Linked DNA regions of Mus musculus: region 1 is linked to region 2. Evidence: chromatin contacts called from public promoter capture Hi-C data. All regions are on one chromosome and are shown on one strand. Each heading gives the region's core, a stretch centred on a gene start, on an enhancer-like site or on the middle of the called end of the contact. The rest is flanking DNA. Distances are from core to core; before and after follow the strand shown.

Region 1 (2,700 bases), core at 38-2,537, 700 kb before region 2:
ACAAACTCAGAATACCAGCCAGTGTTGCCTCACTTGACAAATGCAGGGGGAGAGCAGGATGTGCAGAGCTGTTTTCTGAACTTCATGTGAGATTACAAGTCACGTCTGTTCATAACTCAACTCTGAGACTCAGGTGCTCCCATGGCCAAATAAGGGGTGGCACATCTGCTCTGTTCAACTACAAAGTTGCTCTGAGGAGTAACTGGGCAGAAATGTGCTTCTCCAGTCTAAAGTTTAGAAATGTAACAGACCATTGCTAATAACAATGCTTGCTATAAAATCACCTCATCTTATACACATCTGTGTATAATAATTATAAGTAAACACTCCCCAAATCACATTATTGAAACCTGCTGCTTCCCCACCCTCTCTCCCAGAATACAGAAAATGGTGAGATAGTAACTGGCATGGTTTGTCACTAAAACAACTGTGATTTGTCCTAGCAAGGCAAGAACCAGAAGTTCTTTCCCTAAGACTGGCTAAATAAATTCCTCTGCCATTAGAAAAACAAACAAACAAACAAACAAACAAGAAAATGCAAAATCCTTATTTTGTTTCAACACAACTCAGAAGAGCAGTTTAAGCGAATGCAACATCTGACAGAAAATCCAATGTTGAGAATCAAAGACCTGTGTTCAACCTAGCAAAAATGTATGATTTTGACCAGAGCATGTTAATATGAGCGTAACCAGAAATTATGGAGATTCTGATACATTTAGGTGTAGATGAAGAATTGCTGGGACCCAATGCTTCTTCCTGAAGTACTGAACCAAGTACAGCTAGTATGAAAGGACAGCGGCCTCAGCTGAAGTGAGTGTCCACTGGTAAGGGAATGCCATTCTTTCATTCACCCAGTCACTAACTGTGACACCAGCTACTCAGGATGAAATGACTGTGCTATAAGAACCTACACATGAGTAAATAAGATGATACTGACATACAAACCAGCAAACATAACAACAAGAACACAGACAAAAGAAAGAGAGTCAGGGAGCCAGGGAAGGTTTCTATAAGAAGATGGCAGCATCTTCAAGCTTCGATGGAGAGTCAGAAGTCTGTGTGATAGGCAGGACCCACTGAAAGGAGTGGGGCCTGAGAGAGAAATGAAGTTGTTATTTTCTTTCAGGACAGTTGGGGCGCTGGAGCCAAGAACAGACCTGGAACAAAGTTAATGCTATTTTTACAAGCTAGAAAAATACCAGCAGCAGGAGTCCTGGCCGAACCACCCCCACAAAGTGCAAACAAAACCCCTCCTATCTGCTGCCTGTCTGCCGGAGAACTCTCTAACCAGTCCTTTCAGAACAAAATGTTCTTTTATCTTTGATTTTTTTTTCATTCCCACAAAGTCCTTCCTCCTCTCTTTCCAGAGCTGGAAAACACATGAATTGAGCTGTGTTGCTCTTTGATCTTTATCTTCCCCTCCCAGGCTGTCTTTGGGAATGAGAGTCTATGGGATATTTCTGCTGAGAGTTGACCCCTCCTCCTGGTCAGAATATGGGGTCCATAGCTGGTCAGGTCAGGCAAGCATATGACAGCCCATGGTTGTCAAGGCAGCTTTGTGAGAGGCCTGCATGGCATCCCATTACAAAGTTAGGCTCTTATATTGACATTTGGGGGTCTCAGCACTAAATTCATCCAACCAGTACTTATGGCTGTTTCTGGAAACCTATACAACTGAGAGTACTGAATTCCACATTCTCTTAGAGGACACGAGAAAGACAAAACCAGGGCACCTGGGGAGACAGAGCGAGTTGCATCTTTAGATTCTTCTTTTCTGCCTGACTATCTCCCGGACAGGAAGTGGAAGTTCTGTTGAGAGATATTTCACACCTGGGAGGGAACTTCATAAACAAATTACGTAAAAAAAATTGTGGGTGAATGTCTTTCATCCACAAATGAAAGGCATTCATCCACTAAGGTCTTCCCTTTCTAATAGGTATTTAGATTCTGGGGTGAGAAAACCAAAAAGAAAGGCTTCATTATTGGGTGCCTAGTATGTGGCAGACCAGTATACCAACAACTTCCTTTAAGGGGCGTATGTATGTATGTGTGCATGTGTGCGTGTGTGTATGTGTAATGTATATATCATCAGTTTTCACAGAAAAAAGAGATGAGCCATTGATAATCTTTTCCATCAAAGAATAAAAGTTTAAGAGGTAGCCCATTTGTAGGTAGAACAAGAATTTACTCTGGTCAGAAACCTGCTATCTCAAATCAATACTATGAAGCTACATAAACACAAAGCAGGAAGGAACAAGACAAATCTCTCACACTTGTGTGTTTGCTCACTGCTGATCATCTCCAGGTCCACACCCAGAACAGACAGGTCTGCACATGTTGGATTGTTATCTTTATTGTATCTATGGTCAAATGGTCTTCTCAGGTCTCTCAGGCTTTTGCTTTCCTCTGCAACCCAACATGACAGGTGGATAATGAGTGCAAGTTTTGCATCTGGGCCTCTCTACCTTCCCAGATACTCTAATCCTGAGCTGGCTGCAAGGTGATGATGGGACAAGAGACGGGAAAAGAAGGTATAAGGATAAAAGTTGTCCAGAATTGTCAGTAATGAGAATCCCTTCAGTCAACCTCTCCAGTCAGCACAGACCCGAGTTCTGTCCTTTAAGAACCTAGGACTTTACTCTTATCTTTGAACTTCACAAACTCACTTTCCATATGTACTGATTAATGAACGTGAGAGAA
Region 2 (2,700 bases), core at 61-2,560:
TTCTAATTAGCAGCTAGGACTTACCGGAAGGATGCTAGGGAGTTTATTCTATGTATGAGAAAATGAAGATTCACACGCTGCTCGATTTTATGAATTAAGTAATAGGTAGAAACTAGAGTTGAGGTTGGACCTTCCGGCGGCGTAGGCCCTATTTCCTGTGCTGCACTGCGGGCCTTTCTCTTTCTCTTCCGGTCCCAGGCGCTGCGGGAACCGCGGGTTACCGTGCAGACATGGCCAAGTCCAAGAACCACACCACACACAACCAGTCCCGCAAATGGCAAGAAATGGCATCAAGAAACCCCGGTCGCAAAGATATGAATCTCTTAAGGGGGTTGACCCCAAGTTCCTGAGGAACATATGCTTTGCCAAGAAGCACAACAAGAAAGGCCTTACGAAGATGCAGGCCAACAATGCAAAGGCAGTGAGTGTGCGCGCAGAGGCCATCAAGGCCCTGGTGAAGCCTCAGGCCATCAAGCCCAAGATGCCAAAAGGCCCCAAACTCAAGCGGCTGGCTTTCATCGCTAACCCTAAGCTTGGGAAGCAGATTCGAAGCTACATGGTCAAGGGTCAGAGGCTCTGCCAACCAAAGCCTAAGGTTCAAACCAACGCAGGGGCCAAAGCTCCAGCTAAGGCCCAGGCTTCAGCTCCAGCCCAGGCTCCCAAAGGTGCCCAGGCCCCTGTGAAAGCCCCATAGAAAAGGCTTCTGCCAGTGTGAAGACAGACGGACTGCTGTGACACACCTCCCCACACACTATTTGCAGATGACCAGTGTCCTATGCTGTTCTTACAAATAAACTCAGGCAAGATCTGAGAAAGAAAGAAAGAAAGAAAGAAAGAAAGAAAGAAAGAAAGAAAGAAACAAACAAACAAACAAACAAACAAACAAACAAACTAAAGTTGATTCCCAAGTTGACTCCAAAGAGCTGCCTTTGTCCACATGTGACCTGGCCCCAAAGTACTCTTACCACATAAATGTCTACCTCCATTGACTTCATGACTTCTCTGTTACACGGATACTTTGTCATTCTATTTTGTATATAAAAATATTCATATTCAAAGAAAAAACAAACTTGCTGAACTTCACAGAGCTAGAAAGACATTAGAACCCCTGTCCCTCCCATGGCCCCTTACTATTCTGCTGGATACACAAAGAATTGAAGCATGGTGAGGTAGAGGAGAGAACTGAAGTAGAGCCAGCAGTTTCGGGATTTAGAGTTAAGCACTGCTGGATTAGATCTGACCTCTGCTGCTTGTGGCTGGGGAGTGTGGAGCAAGTTCTTTAATCTTGCCAAGCCCCAATTCCTTCTTTTGTAAAAAGGAAACCAACCATAGCTTCTACAAAAGGCTGTTGGGAGGATCATTTATAGAAAACACCTGTCTACAGCAGGCAAGTGACCATTAGCCATTTTTCAGTGTGGGCTTGTTACCTCAGGAAGAAAGGAACACACACACACACACACACACACACACACACACACACACACACACACACACACAAACCATGATAGCTGAGTTGAAATCGTTTCTTATTAAAAATCCAATCAGGTCTCCAAGGGCCTGTGTCTTGGTCGTACAAGGGCTGGCAGGTCCTCTCTGCAAGCTGGAGAAAAGTTTTGTTTTGCCAGCTGTACTCAAAGGGGAATATTCTCCGGGCATAGCATTGTGAGCCTGTTTGGTTTGGCTCACAGGCATGTCAGCACATTTAGGAAGTGAAGTCAGAAAGAGGCAGGGTTTCAAACACAACTGGCTGCATGCATACGAACGCCCAAGCAATTAAATACCAAGCCCAAGCAGGGTGCCTATCAGCCTAGGTTCCCCTCTCTGCCTCCAACCACCCCGATATTGTCAGAGAAGCCTCTGAGAATGGCTGAATGCCTGGAAAGAAAGAATTGCCAGCACCCAGGTTTACACAGCATGCTGTCCAGGCTGGCAGTGGTCATCACAGCCAGCCCCCTGCCTCCAGCAGAAGAATGACTAATTTGATGGAGAGACTAGTGTTTCTCCTTTGGATTCTGGAAGTCAAAGTGTAGGAGTAGAGGGGAGGAAGATAATGAATTAGCAGTGCTAATTAGAAGGGAAAGAAAGGGCTGAAGACATGGAATTCTGACAAAGGGACACAATGCCATTATACTCTACCTACAACCTACGCTTAGAGAACAGTGCAGAGATCGGAGCTGCAGTTTAATACCGAACACTGGCTGGGAGTGGGAAAATGGTTAGCTTCTTTGAGTTTCGGCAGCTTTATTTATAAAATGAAGTTAATAATACCTATTTTTCTTAGATTGTTGTAAGGATTAAAAAACGGTAACACATGGGAAAGGTCAGGCATAACTCTGGCAAAGCATAGACATATCCATTAGGACTTTTTGACCTCACGTGACAGAAAATTCAATCTCAGCAGAGGAATGTCACTGAAAAGCCATGGTGGAGGTAGCTGTACATCTGGCTATCTACAGAGCTCACTACTACCTACAAAGTGTAGCCTTTTTATCCTTTATCTCTTGGTACTCCACTTGCTATGGGAATGATCAGCTTCCTCCTCATCTCCAGGTGGCAATGCCCAGAAGTTCAGCTTTCTGTCCACATAAATGTGGTAGATTCAACATTTCCTCATGGGCTCCCTAGATTGTGTTTTGTTGTTTTCATATCCATTTGGGGTTGGGAGCTTATCCGTTGCCTTAAATACAGGTTATCCACTCA

What was found. Capture Hi-C pulls out chosen DNA fragments and counts their contacts.
Region 1: a contact with region 2 is called in a promoter capture Hi-C map of adipose tissue. The contact joins two enhancer-like sites. A contact is called at or near these places in 4 of 39 promoter capture datasets (embryonic stem cells, hematopoietic stem and progenitor cells, maxillary cranial neural crest and 1 more), 5 of 484 Hi-C or Micro-C datasets (the C3H10T1/2 cell line, MC3T3-E1-derived osteoblasts, Th2 cells and 2 more), 9 of 115 datasets of contacts at active chromatin or transcription factors (bone marrow-derived macrophages, craniofacial prominence, embryonic forebrain and 6 more) and 1 of 9 other capture datasets (adipose tissue).

The regions. Positions count from the first base shown.
Region 1 is chr4:95,741,693-95,744,392 of GRCm38.p6, reverse strand. The region is part of intron 7 of Fggy (FGGY carbohydrate kinase domain containing); the gene reads right to left. Among named protein-coding and RNA genes, the nearest start is that of Fggy, 190 kb to the right of the region's middle. Within about 2 kb of position 1,287, at least 30 of the 459 cell types and tissues checked have an H3K27ac peak or open chromatin away from gene starts, as enhancers often do. A contact at or near this core is called in adipose tissue, where this site is marked.
Region 2 is chr4:95,037,156-95,039,855 of GRCm38.p6, reverse strand. No RefSeq gene overlaps it. Among named protein-coding and RNA genes, the nearest start is that of Jun, 14 kb to the left of the region's middle. Within about 2 kb of position 1,310, at least 22 of the 459 cell types and tissues checked have an H3K27ac peak or open chromatin away from gene starts, as enhancers often do. A contact at or near this core is called in adipose tissue, where this site is marked.